Regions from separate parts of the Hordeum vulgare genome. Here region 2 is linked to region 1. The links are chromatin contacts, called in public Hi-C maps. All regions are on one chromosome and are shown on one strand. The core of a region is the stretch at or near the end of the contact, and the rest is flanking DNA. Distances in the headings are between cores, read along the strand shown.

Region 1 (7,285 bases), core at 3,370-5,869:
ACAGCACTCTAAAAAGACACAAAACACTAGTATGCACACGTTCCATCGACATATCTAGTTTTCCATCCACATATGTGGCTTATATCCTCTGACCCTCTTTTTATCCGCTTAATGTTGTTCAATTTAATAAAGTTTGGAATCCCTAAAAAAAATCTAATTTTTCAAACGTTTTTGAAATCATCTCCCCTAATAATAAAGCGCGCAACGCTTCTGCCGTACGTCGTCGGCACTTTTGCAAAAACACCCATCGCTTTTTCAATATTCAACCCGCAATACGTTTTTAAGTTATAAAAAACGTTTCAGTTTATTAAAAAAACACCCCAGCTCACCTTATCCACCCCATCCTCCATCGCGGGATCCCCTCTCCGGCGATTCGCCGTGCCGCTGCTTGCCCGTCAGCGTCCACGCAGCACGAACAAAGGAATGGAAGGCGTCGGTGCGCCTCTTGCCGTCGGCGTCCTGTCGCAGCAGTCAAGAAAATGGCGAGGCGGCGCAGACGGCCTCCTCCATCCCAGGCGGCCCCTCTCTGGCGAGGCGAGCCCAGGAATGGGGCGAAGAAGGCAGCCACGAGCACGTTCCTCCGCAGCCAGTCCTCCCCCCCCCCCCCCCCCCCCCCCCCCGCCCGCACATCATCTCCCGTTTCGGATGCAGCGCCACCGTAGTCGTCGCCTACAACGATTTTCGTATGTGCACCACCACCTGATCGAGGAGGAGGTTGTTCCACGCGAGATCCGGCGAGGAAGGGTGAGATACTGCAGCGCCAAATCACTCCCCCGATCCAGACCGACCTCTGTCCCACAAGATCCGACGAGGAAGCGCTGGCCGACCGTCTCTGCCAGGGAAGCTTTACCTTCCACAACAAAGAAGAGGCCAGCCATGGCGTGGTCCATCCTCCCCTGCCCCAACAAGGATGCAAAGCACTCCCCCCAACTTCCATCCGCACAAAATTTGGATAGGAAGTGCTGGCCTCGGGCCTCCGGCAGGGAAGCTGCTACCTTCCATGGATTTTTTTTTACAATTCCTTCGCATCCTCCTTGCATCCTCGCCTTCCTATCCCGAAATACCGACCAAGCCTTTCCCTAAACCCAATACCATGGCACTATTGCATCTTGGTTTTTGAATGCTATTACATCATGAAAAGAAGGGGAACTGACTATTGGTTTAAAATAATTGGGGGGGCATAGAGATGTGAGAGATTGCGGGGTTCGGCTGTGGAATATTATACAGAGAGATGGAGGGGTTCAGTTGGGGATTTGTACTGTATCATGTTACCGACCAAGCCTTTCCCTAAACCCAATCCCATGGCACTATTGCATCTTGGTTTTTGAATGCTATTACATCATGAAAAGAAGGGGAACTGACTATTGGTTTAAAATAATTGGGGGGCATAGAGATGTGAGAGATTGCGGGGTTCGGCTGTGGAATATTATACAGAGAGATGGAGGGGTTCAGTTGGGGATTTGTACTGTATCATGTTGCTGTGTGTTCCATTCTTCATTCTTTGCGCTACTTGGGGCAATTTTGGTGTACATGGAGCTATGATTTAGATCAACTATATACTTATGTGTGATGTTCTTTCATGCTTTTGGTGCTCCTGCAAAGAGACATTATTTTTAGCTATTTTTATTGATTATTGCTACTGATGTTGATTGCATTTATTTTTGCTAACATATGCAGATTGTCGTGATTGTATGAGAGATTAATACCATTGTCCCGTGTGTGCTAGGTTTAAACGGATGGGTGATGCTTGGTGTATTCTTTTGTGTCAATCTGAACAAACATGGAGGGACGAGCAGGCTTCAATTCATTGTGACTCCATGAACGGAGTTCAACCACTCTGAAAAAGGTCATGCTCTGTAGTAAGTTCATTTATGGTTGTCTGTGTTTCTATTGATGTATTTGAAATGTCTATTCATTGCATATTTAGTTGTTCGAAAAAGGGGTGGCATTTGTGCCATGTTAATCAACTAGGGAAAGTAACACTTGATCACGAGGGTAATAAAGTTAGTAGGTGCACGTAAAGTTATGTAGCTTCATCAAACAAATGTGAGCTTAGTTGTTGGTCAATTGTGTAGCTGCTCTCGAGTGACCTTTTGAATTCAACATGTCATCAGTCAAATACACAAGGAGGACACTGAACAATTCAGAAAGCAAGTAGCAAGTTGTTAAATCTGATTTGATGCTTTCATTTCATGGAACCCTATAGCTTGTGAAATATTCATGTATTCTATCTTGTTTGTTAACCCGCTGCAGCTGTCCGCCAGCAGGGCAGCGCACGCAGAATCTACTCGGATGGCGCGATGGCGGTCGTGAGTGAAGTGCACGGTGGCCTCCGGCTATAGAGGAAGAGAGCAGAATAGATGGCACGGCTTAGAGGTCCTTCATCTAAAGGTGCTCGATGACGACATACATCCTATTTTTATTGTAATTATCTGCTGTCGAAGCTTATTATTTATAGATTGTTGTGATGGAAAGCTAACAATACTTTTGATTATTTCAAAGCAATGTCAGATTTAATAATTTGAACTAAACTAGAGTTTATGTAGATGAGTCTGAACACGATTAACATAATCATGCAATTTTCAGTGACTAAAACAGGTTGGTGAGGTAATTTTACTCCCGCTGCCAGGACAATGGAAACAATAATTCGTCTATGTACTGCCCATGCAAAGATGAAACTGAGACATGAGGTATTTTGCTCCATACAAATCCAATTACCAAAGCAAGTTACCTACAACAACTATCTAGACAAGCAAAGTGCTTGTGATGCTTGTTTAAAAAATTATGTTGCCGTTCTATTTTTGGAAATAGCTGCATTCATTATTTTGAAGGATAGCAGACACATGATATTTTTCCTTGAGAAAATATAGTGACATGACCTGTATCTTGTTGCAGGTTCTGAGAATTGATGTTGGTGCTGCACTGCAAGTTCTGAATTTTGCAATATTCCATAAGGAATTGACTGACATGGAAGACCGTGAGCAGAGGGAGACTGAGAAACAACAAGATGCAGGTGCAGGTGGTGATAACGTAGATGGGCCTGGAGGAGCAAGTGGTGGCAATGACGTGCATGGAAGGTGAGTTTACAGCTTTATGCAGTGTTAAGTGTTCTATTCCCGCTGGTTGGAAATAAGTGCTGTACCCCACTTATTTTTGATAGGAGGGAGTATTAATTAAGATCTGAATACATCCTTTTTAACATTGAAATGGTCCTCCCTTCATTGGACTTTCCCAGAAAGTAGTCTGTCTCTATTCAACTACTCCTGGGAATTATTTTGTTAGATAATTTAACTCCATCCAGCTCCATTGATGTACTGGAATGAATGTTAAATGAAGATTACTAATGCCACATATTAGGATATGTTTTGTTGACATGCAATCCAATCCCTCGTTGGCTGGCGGTCAATTTGTTACTGCATTGATGCCATATTAAGGATAGATGTCATCGCTAAGATAGTATACCATGCTGTAGTTTCGACCGTTGACGATGTAGTAACACGACGACGGTGATTTCCCGTTGCAAAGCCTTTTGAACACTCGAGATTGTTGAAGCATGTTGATATCGTTGTGAGAACCCGACATTCAAAAGAAAGCATGCCAAATTCATAAGTCATGTGGCCTCGTGCCAGCGGAGGGGATGAACGGCAAGGGGCGGCCACCATTGGAGGTACATCGAGAGCTCAACTCCACAAGGAATGGAAGTAACGGGGTGGCCACCATTGGAATGGCGGGAGGTGACGGGAACAAAGTGAAGAGATAAGGACAACTTTTTTTTTGTTTGACAAGAAGATGAGGAGAACTTTTTTTAGAAGAAGATGATGAAAGTGCTCCGGAGGACGCGCTTTGTGTCTCGTGTGGAGGCTTGGTGTCTACGCTCAGAGCAGCTCACTCGCAAGAGCTTAGCAAGTTGTGCAATTTTTTTAAAATATATGTTGTTCAATTTATTTTTTTGAAAATATGTTGTACACAAAAATGCTATTACCCTAAAAAAACATTATTACCACTCAATAAAAATGATAATTATTATTAAAAAACTAATCCAATTTTTATGTAAGCATTACATTATATTTTAAAACTTTAAAAGGAACTCCTTCCGTCAAAAATAGATGTTTTAATTTAACATTGTAATTTACATTTAACATTTAATGATAAAATAAATAAGTTCTGCATTTTTTATAGCCCGGTGCAACGCATACTCGTTTTCTTCCAAAGATAGCAGCGCACGTCGCAATCTACATTCCCGCAAAATTCGTACCTCCACGCGGTGCCGCGTCACGCAGGGAGTCGAGAAACCTCCAGAGGAAACTGCCAAGCATGCATCTCGATCGATCTGCACCGTCGACGCACCATACCGAATCAATCCACCCCGCTCACGACTCCACCACCACATCCAAACGGCCACACGAAGAGTCAAATTCCCCACGTCGCGCTCTCCCGATCGGTTCCTCCCGCAGCGGCCGCAAGGAAAGGAAACTTCCCGGCCGAACCTTCCTTGTTCGGGAAGAAACCGCGCGCGCCACGAACCGACACCGACTCCGACTCCGACCACGACCACTTCTCCACCGCCCCTCTTCCATATAAAACCACCCTCCCCTGATTGACGTCCTCCCAATCTTCTGATTTGAAAAACGTCCACTCCCTTCCAGGGGCGCGCTACATCGTCGACCCAACCTTCGTCGGCGTACGTACGTACTCGCGCCATGGACGCCGCCGCGTTGGGTGACGTCGAGGATCTCGACTTCGACCTGGGTTTTATGGACGGGTTCGAGTGCTTCGACTTGGACTTCGACTTCGACCTGCTGGGCATGGACCTCACCGAGTTCTGCGGCGGCGAGGGCAAGGGCGAGCGCTTGCTGCCCGCCGTGGACAATAAGGATGACGGTTTGCGTTTGGATTTGGGTTCTGATCGTGACGGTGAAGGTGATGGTGGCGAAGGGGGGAGGGAGAGCTCGCCGGACTCCGTGGTGACGGACGACGGCGCGCCGCCTCTGTCGTCAGGGTCGTCGTTGGTGGATCGCGACGATGGCGAGATGTCGGTCTACGTGACCGATCTGGAGAGGTTTCTCTTGCAGGATGACGGGGAGGCCGGAGGGCTGTTTGCGGCGAAGGATCCTGCCCCCGACGACCACTTCTTCGGCGATCTTGCGGACGGCGGCTACGTTGAGCCGTCGATTGCAGCGGAGGAGTTTGCCGCCGACGACCACTTCTTCGGCGATGTCGACGACGGTTACACCGAGCCGGCGACCCCAGGGAAGGATCTCGTCATCAATGACTACTTCTTCGGAGATCTCGTTGTTGCGGGCGACGGTTACCTCCAGCCGGCGACTGCTGGTGAGGACCTCGTCTCCGACGACTACTTCGACGATGCTGCTGGCGAGGACGACGACGAAGCGACCTCGAGGAAGCGTGCAAGGTACGAATGAATTGAATCGAGTTTTCATTCATTCATTCATTCTGTGCTAATTGCAAAAATGGAAAAAAACAACCTGTACATAATTGGCAGTTCTATCATGTAGAAATTCCGTTTCACGAAAAGTTGATGTAGAAATTAACTCGAAATTGTATATATCCACGTTTGATCTTTCCTTTTTCTGAAAGTGCGACCATCTTTTTCATGTGCGCTGCGTATATTGCAGTATTATTACTTGCAGTTTCCTCTGTTTCCCCTTTATATACATGAGAAGGATTATTTGCAACGAATTTCAATTTGATGAAACTTGTTGCTGATATTTCCGGTGCTGCCTCAGGCAGAGGAAGGCCACTGCCGTGATGCTAAGCGAAACAGAGCCCCGGGAAACGCCGATGATGCATGCCATCTCGTCGTCGATCTCGACTGGAAACTGGTGCCGGCCAATTGATCTCCATTGGCTGCATCCCTGCACCACGGTGTGCCTGTTGGCCTGATCGATTGATCAACCTGCAGTTCCGGTCGGTCTGGGAGAAAGATCGCAGCGACGGCCCCTGCCCCAGGTATTGGAACCGGTAGGTGAAAAATTCAGAGGAACACCTGCATTTTCCGTGTTCTTCTATGATACTATCTGCCTTTCATCGGCGGCACACCAACCTGGCCAATGGACAATTATTAAAGCCATGGAGTAGAAAATTTTGGTAGCAACTATCGAACAACACGTTTTCAAAAAGGAAAGAAAGCTCGTTTTCTAATGTACTAGTACACCGAATTGGTAATACTCCTCTTCTCGTACACACATCCCGTAGGCATTCCGGATGTTGTTAGTAGCATAATTCGTTGACTATCTGCCTGCTGGTACAACCATTTCATCACCAGTGCTAATTAACTTTGCAAACATGCTTGATACTGATTTCTACCATTACTGGTAAAGAGCTTAGTGGTAGATGTACATTTAGATGTACAAGAAACCTTTTACTAGGTAGAACATGTCAATTTTTTTTGTTCTCGACCATCCAGAATCTTTTTCTCTGAAAATCCAATGAGCACCAGCAATCGTCCAGGCTCTGTTTATTCAGTGTGGGCCGCATATAATCTCGCTCGTGCTGCTACCAGTGAAGGGCTTATTGGTTGTTTTACGTTCAGAAGAACAAAGAAACCTTTTAGTTGGTAGAGCATGTCAATCTTTTGTTTTCTACGCATCGTCGACAGTCCAGCCTTTTTTTCTCTGAAAAAATGGCGTAAACACCATCAATAGTCCAGGCTTGTGTTTGTTCAGTGCGGGCAGCATATAAATCTTTCCCATGTTGTTCCTTTCTGTATTGTGAAGGAATGCTTCGTGATGAACTAACAGAACATAGTTTCCTGTATTGTCAGTTTACCAATGAAAATTGGAAGGTATGGACTTTGAGAACAAGTTCAGTCTGAACACAGTTTCCTGTATTGTCAGTTTCCTTCAGAATTAAGCAGTGACTGTTAGCCTGTTACAATCCTATGTATGGTCTCTGCGGTGTGAGTGTGGCACATTTGGTAGTAAGGATTGAAAGCATATATCTGCATATGTTGAATGATCACAACACTCTTTGAAGCCTAGATCTTGTATCTATCAGGTTTGAGATTCCCATCCTCTGTTCCAATATGCATGGACTCCACCACCGTATGGGTGGTGCAGGCTTGAACTAGAGTCTGGAATTTTCGCTTCACATTGTCCTTTCAAACCGAGTGCCACGATTAGTGTTGAAATCTCTCTGTCAAGAGACTCCTTGTAGGCCTGGTTTCAGGCAGCCCCAGTCTCCGCCCGTTTTAATATCTTTTATTCCAGGTTTCTTTCTAAAATTCTGTTCACCTATTACCAATTCGGGGTTTAAACAATTGTGT
Region 2 (6,997 bases), core at 853-3,352, 140 kb before region 1:
GTTGATTCTTTTTTGCGTTGTCATCGTATCAGCATGTAGATGATTTTATACCTGCTGCCATGCTATTTATGCTTTGGTTTTAAACAAGTTGTTTTATTGCCGATGATTTTATTTGGTGTTATTTGATTGTGGTGATTGATTGGTGTGATTGTTTGCAACGTGTAGATTGTGCGGAGTGCGACGCAAACTATTGTCAGGAGTGTGACCTTCTGAACCAGAATCAAGGCAAGTTACATGTTGATCATCCTTTACCTATTATTTTTCTATGCATGTAGTATTATATCACCCTATGAGAATTATGCATGTATAGGAAGATTATTATTGCTATGCTATTGAGCTATATCCCCTCGTCATTGAAGATCGTGTTAGATATATTTTGCTATGCTATGTAGACGGGGATTGGTTTCTGTATTCATTGAGTTTATGTGAGGATTACTACAAAATAAATTGAGTAGTAATTCAGGATATAATACACCTTTGGGCGGATATGGTATTGCTGGGTGGTTTCAAGAACATCATGGTTTCTACCCTCTGAATGTAAGTGGAATGCCGCCCAGGTTCAAAAAGATCAAACAGACTTAGTGACTAGTAGCTTCCCTGTGCGACCACTGGCTATTATGGGCTCTGGCTTAGTTGATCAGTCGTGGAAACCTTACCCGGATGTGCCAGCTGATGTAGCTATGATAGGTGGGATGGGCCTCCTGTGGGACTAGGTGACTGCTTCTGAAAGACTTCGTCTCAATCTTCGGGTTGGCTCCAGTGGGTACAGCGTACTAACCTCTGCAGAGTGTATAAACTAATCATGATTAGCCGTGTCCCCGGTTATGGACAATTTTGAGCAGCTAGGCCATTACAGTTGTTGGATGATCTTGACAGATGACACACTTAATAAAACTTGATGGGAAACTTAACAATGGTGATAGGTTGGAGTTGGAGATGCCAATTCAACCATATGTGAGTTATTGTAGCAAACAAATTAAAACTTGACTATTAGGTAGCTATGAGGATAAAATCAGCTTTCTGCAAAATAACCATCAGCCTTTCTTTTGTTATACTATGCATATACATGTAGGTCTGTTATATTATTTTTCCTGTGTAAATTGTCAATACATTCAAAGTATTGACCTATATGGCTGCAACATATCATGTTGCAGGATATTCAGACGAGGAGTAAGGTACCGTTAGGGTCGCGAGTCTTCAGTCAACATCGCCAGTGGGCTATGATGGGACTCATCGTTATTATTCTGCTACTTTTCCGCTGTTTATTAGTATAAAGCTAGCTAAGTGCTATGCAGATTGTTATATTTTATAAATTCTGGATCATACGTTATTATAAATGATGGACTTGCTATTCTGGTTTTCATCTATACTGTGGGTGCTAGCGAGTCGATCCAGGGACTAGCACAGTAAAGCACAGAGACTCAAATCCTTCGAGGTTTGGTCGTTACAATGGGCAAGCCCACCAATGATAACTGTCCGAGGTATGGAAAACATGTTGAGCAGTCTATCTCGCTGAAGGTGATGGTGTTGTCGAGCATGCACAACCTTGTCCTCAGAGCCCTCAATGCTTCGCAAGCGACCCTCTTGACTTCTTCTAATGGTATATCATTATAGACTTAGTTGAGCCTCGAAGCACATTGTTTTGTAGGACAACAACAAATTTTCCCCAAGTGGATGACCTAACGTTTATGAATCCATGAGAGGTGTAGGATGAAGATGGTTATTTCTCAAACAATCCTACAAGCAAATATTAGTAGTTTCTAGTGTCCCCAACACACCCAATACAGTTGTGAGTTCTAAGGAATTTGCAGTGGATTTTTTTGGAATCACCAGTATTCAAGTGGAATTTATCAAATTAACCCCAAAGAATAATCTCTTTGCCGCCTTGAGCTGAGTTTTTATTATTTTATTTTTGGTTGAGAAAATCGAGCTCAGGAGCGTCCACGTAACTGGGCCGGAATGGGAATTCCCGTCGGAGCCGGACCCCCAATCCGGCTGGAGGGCCGAGCCCCAAAACCTGGGCTTATAAGGCCCAGCCACCGCAAGAGCCACCTGCACACCCAACCCAACCCACGACTCTGGCCGTTAACTCGACCGAAGCGATTTCGCACTTGGCCTCTTCCTCCCTCCCTCCGCCGCGCCCCACCCCGCCTCCGCGAAATCGCAAGCTAGGGTTTCCACCTCGACGCGGAGGGCTCGCCATGGATGCCGCCGCCCGCAAGAGATCCCGGCCGGAGTCCGCCAACGGAGGCGCCGCAGGCGGGAAGCGCTCGAGAGGTAACGCGTCGCTTTCCCATCCCTCCCCTCCCCGCCCCGGCCCCCCGCATACGCTTTCTAGGTCTCGTCCCGTCGTGTGGCTCCTGCCGCTGGATCTGCAGCCTCGGCGCTCTCTGGGGTATCTCCAGGGTTTGTTCCGCGAGCGTTGAGCGGGCGAGGGTGTCGTGCCGTTAGCTCCTGTTAGATGAGATTCGCCTGCATCTTGCCTGACAGCAGTGTGTTCATGTGCGGAGGTATCCATGCTGTAGTGCCGGCAAATCCCCGTGGTAGGTTGATAATTATGTCAAATCCAGCGGACGCCCTCTTCGCGCCGGTACAGCTCCATGCAGTGGAGTGGAATTAAAGCCCATCCGCATCGTGTCTGGTACCGTAATGAAATGCCTATCAAGTACAGAAAAAAACAGCTTGACAAACGATGTCTGAACCAACTCATCTAAGAGCGGGACGTACTTAAAAAGTTGATCAAGATGAGGTTTCTTTCAAAAGAAGGAAAGAACACGTGGGGAAGGTGATGGTGATGGTGATGGGGAAACAGATTTGGAAATGCGAAGCACCTGCTTTTTGATCAAAATGGAATTGGAGGACCCCATTGCAAGAAAAGAAACATGGCAACACATTTTAATCACCATTCATGAATGATATGATCTATTTCTAGTTATCGTGTTTCAACAATGTGCAGTGTGGGTGTAACCATAACCATTTTCTGCAGGATAAGCACCATCGAATATCATCTTCATCTTATCTAAAATTATGTTCATTCATCACATTTATTGGAGACAAATTGTACACTCCTATGTTTATACTTGAATAGAAGATCACCAATGCAACTTCTAACAAGTGGAAAAATGTAATTAATTTGATGCAACAGAATCGGAGTCACAACAAACTGGTCTATCAAGCAAATCGAAGCCTTGCACCAAGTTTTTCAGGTTCAAATCTTAACCTATCCAAAATAACATCAGAATGGTACCTTCTAATTTTTTTTACTGTGTATTACAGTTAAGAATTAAATTCTCCCCTGCTACTTTTATTTTTGGTGCAGAAGTTGTACTAATTGTTTCAAATTGTAATTCATGCACCGCAATGTTGCCAAATGATCAAAGTAGATACATTTAATATTTTTCTTTCATAGCGTTTAAATAAATAAGATAATAACTATACCTCAATCAGCAGTTGTTGCATGTTTTTTTTTTGTTCTCTAGATAGGGCCTTCTCCTTCTCCATTATAAGTCTTGGTAATTGAGTCTGCACTAACATGGCTTAGTAATGTTGAGTAATGAAAGCATCCTTTTAATAAGCACATACATATACTGTGGATCTTGGCTGAATCTTGCACCTGCCTGGATTCCTGTATACTGAAAATTATTAGACAGGATTTGATGCAACTTTACAATTATGTTTCTGTTATTATGTCAATTTGGGGCCATTTGCATTGATAACAATAACAATGTAATACTCCCTCCGTAAAGTAATATAAGAGCGTTTAGATCACTACTTTAGTGATCTAAACGTTCTTATATTTCTTTACAGAGGGAGTACATGTGATCTTCCGCATTTGATAGCACTGTTATCTTGTTATGAGAATTCTTCTGTCTTGGTATACAGCACTACAGCCGTCCTTTGTAACAGCTCTCTTAAGTTTGCTCAGTTCTCATTGCTCATTCAGCTATCATTACTTACTTTATTTGTTATTTCAAGATCAGTACATAATCTGTATTGTTTTGAATGATGCAGCACTATTGGGTGCCCCTTTGGTGAGGGCTGTCACTTCGCGCACTTTGTCCCTGGTGGGTACCAGGCAGTATCAAAATCACACAACCTAGGCCATGCTGCTGTGTCTGCACCGTCAAGAACTCCTGCAGATCATGCTGCTTCTGGTGTCAAAACACGCATGTGCACCAAGTACAACACTGCAGAAGGCTGCAAGTTTGGTGACAAGTGCCATTTCGCCCATGGTGAGAGGGAGCTTGGCAGGCCACCATCCTCCTACATGTCCCAGGAAAGTTCCTACGCACCTCCTACGGGTGGTCGATATGGAGGTCGACACGAACCACCTCCTCCAGCTTCGATGGGCCCTCCAGCCGGAAACTTTGGCGCCTCGTCTACCTGCAAGGTCAGTGTCGATGCCGCTCTCGCCGGAGGCATAATCGGGAAGGGTGGGGTCAACACGAAGCAGATCTGCCGTGTCACGGGGGTCAAGCTCTCGATACGCGACCACGAATCAAACCCAGACTTGAAGAACATTGAGCTCGAAGGCAGTTTTGACCAGATAAAGCAGGCCAACGACATGGTGCGCGATCTCATTGGCAGCATCAGCGCCAGCATGCCGTCCAAGAACCCTGCCGGCGCAGCGGCACCAGCAGGCCGAGGCGGTGGTGGCGGAGGGCCTGGCGGCAGGAGCAACTACAAGACCAAGATATGCGAGAACTTCCTCAAGGGTACCTGCACGTTTGGCGAGCGCTGCCACTTTGCCCATGGCGAGACCGAACAGCGGAAGGGTGCCGCCGTCTGATGACACCGCTGCTGCGGTGGATCCTCAGCTCCTTCTTGTGCTGCTACTGTGACTATTCTGTTCTCCCTTGCTGTTGGCTCTAGGTGGTTAGGCCTGTTGTATTTGGTTCCATGGATTGTGATTTAGATTCAGCTTTTTCGAATGGAATATGCTTCCGGACGCTCTTGCTGTGATTGCAGTGTAGTTAGTCACCTTTTGAGTTTTATACTTGCGTTTTATTCGGCTGTAGCTTCAGCAGTCCGTGGTGATTATCCAGCTGTGTTGTCACCAGACGAGTCACGGAATTCTCTGGCAATTCTCAAGTCAGTTTTCTGGCATTTTATCCGGTTTGATCAAGTCTATTGAGAAAAATAGCAAAATCTGCCAAATACGGAGTTAGTATCTAGATTCATCATAAGCTATTCTTCATATTTATTTATTTGGTTCCCATCGTAGATCTTGATATTTCTTGTACAAACTTGGTCAAACATAAAAAGTTTTGACTTTTGAAGTGCTGTATATGCCAGTGCTGTCAATGACACGTGGGACCAGGTTTCGCCTCTGATGGTCATCTCTCTCTTTGTTTCTACGTGGACTGGCCTCTGGCCTACACAGCACAGCGCTTCCAGCAGCACCACGACATCTCGAGCTCCTCTCTCCTCCCCTCGGCTCACGCACGCCAAAGTCGCCTCCTCCGGCATGGCCGCCGCCGCAGCCGCGACGCTCGCCCCGGCCTCCCCTCCGCTGATGCCCGCCGTCCGCGGCCGCCGCGACGGCCGGCTGCGCCTCACGCCCCGCCGCGCCGCCAGGTGCCGCTGCAGGGCCACGGCGCAGTTCCAGGGCGGCCCCGCCGCCAGCTACGCCCGGGAGATGGAGCGCCTCTCCGCCAAGGAGTCCCTCCTCCTCGCCGTGAGCCTTCCCCTCTCCCGTTCCCCTTCCTCGCAGAACGAATGGCCATGGTCTGCCCCGTACTGGTCCATACGAACCGTATCCACTGCCCAGTGCAGCTGTCGATCTGATTATTAGTTTCTCAATAAGCCGATTGTGCACACCGACACTCTGTTTTTGCACGGCTGTCGATTTGATTGACGAGCGGACACCCTAAATTTTCCAGAGCCCATCGAATCATGAGCTTACCAGTATTCGTGACTGCGTGTTGACAGTTGGGTTCTGCATTCACGGTTTGGGTATGTATGTAAACTGCTGCCCGTTTCAGTTCAGGGACTCTGGAGGCTTTGAATCCTTTGTCAGCGGCAAGACCACGGAGATGCAGAAGATCGACGTCAATGAGCGCATCGTCGGCCTCGAACGCCTCAACCCCACTCCTCGACCCACGACGTAAGTGCTGTAGCTTTAGAAATGTATCATGTGTTGTGGCTTGCTTGAGTGGCTATCATGATAAGATGAATGTGCTATTATGATATTCAGTTTAGGAATTAATCGCTTTAATTCATCTCCGCATTTTCGTGTCCCTTGTACATGAGGAACTCCCAACATTTCTGACTGAAATTGTTATGTTGTATGGATATTCTGTTGGTCCTTGTTCATTAATCGTATGTTTCACTTTCAGATCACCCTATCTGGAAGGTCGATGGAACATCGAATGGTTCGGTGATAGCAGTCCTGGATCCTTTGCCTCCAAGCTTTTGTTTGAGTACGCCACTATTTCTGGATCATTTTAATTAGAGCTCTCCTTACTTTGTTCTCATAAGAATGAGTTACGTGGCTTGTTAAAATTTACCTTTACATGGTGTGTTGCAAATACATATATCTAAATTAATATTTCTCTGGAAAAAATGTGAATCACATTCACATAGCAAGTATGCTCTTTTCATAGGAGGTCACCTACAAGTGTCGCACACTTTACGGGGCTTGATGTGGTGATCAGGGATGGATACTGCAAAATTTCCTCGAACGTCAAGCTCTTTAATACGGTAATTTCAAAAGTTGTGGAAAATCGCCTACAAGTTTTGTATGTTTTTGGATCCATCTTGCAACTACCTCATGCTTGCAATCTTTGTGTCATTTATATACCTGCCTACAGCATGCACATCTAATTTTATTTTTTCAAATGAAATTACGGTGAGTGTCTTCCTTTATGAGCTCTTGTAATTTGACAAGATCCCATGTTCATACTAAGGCATTACTGACAGCCAATTATCTGTCTTATCCAGGAACTGTATATTTGTATATGGCCATGTTGAGTTCTGTCGTTCCATTCAGGCACCA

The links. Hi-C and Micro-C count contacts between places; a contact is called where the count stands out from the background.
Region 2: a Hi-C map of seedling shows a contact between it and region 1, with 3 times the contacts expected there. The contact joins the promoter of LOC123427992 here to the promoter of LOC123427990 in region 1. A contact is called at or near these places in 3 of 6 Hi-C or Micro-C datasets (leaf and seedling) and 1 of 1 datasets of contacts at active chromatin or transcription factors (embryo).

The regions. Positions count from the first base shown.
Region 1 is chr2H:623,517,105-623,524,389 of MorexV3_pseudomolecules_assembly, reverse strand. It overlaps LOC123427990, which reads left to right and starts at 4,619. Exons shown (of 4, transcript XM_045112131.1): 1 at 4,619-5,413; 2 at 5,748-7,285. The coding sequence starts at 4,701. The coding sequence ends at 5,904.
Region 2 is chr2H:623,656,902-623,663,898 of MorexV3_pseudomolecules_assembly, reverse strand. It overlaps LOC123427992 (zinc finger CCCH domain-containing protein 31-like), which reads left to right and starts at 2,102. Exons shown (of 3, transcript XM_045112133.1): 1 at 2,102-2,277; 2 at 3,146-3,206; 3 at 4,012-4,948. The coding sequence starts at 2,202. The coding sequence ends at 4,789. It overlaps LOC123427991 (probable plastid-lipid-associated protein 13, chloroplastic), which reads left to right and starts at 5,366. Exons shown (of 7, transcript XM_045112132.1): 1 at 5,366-5,677; 2 at 5,985-6,106; 3 at 6,339-6,422; 4 at 6,606-6,702. The coding sequence starts at 5,468.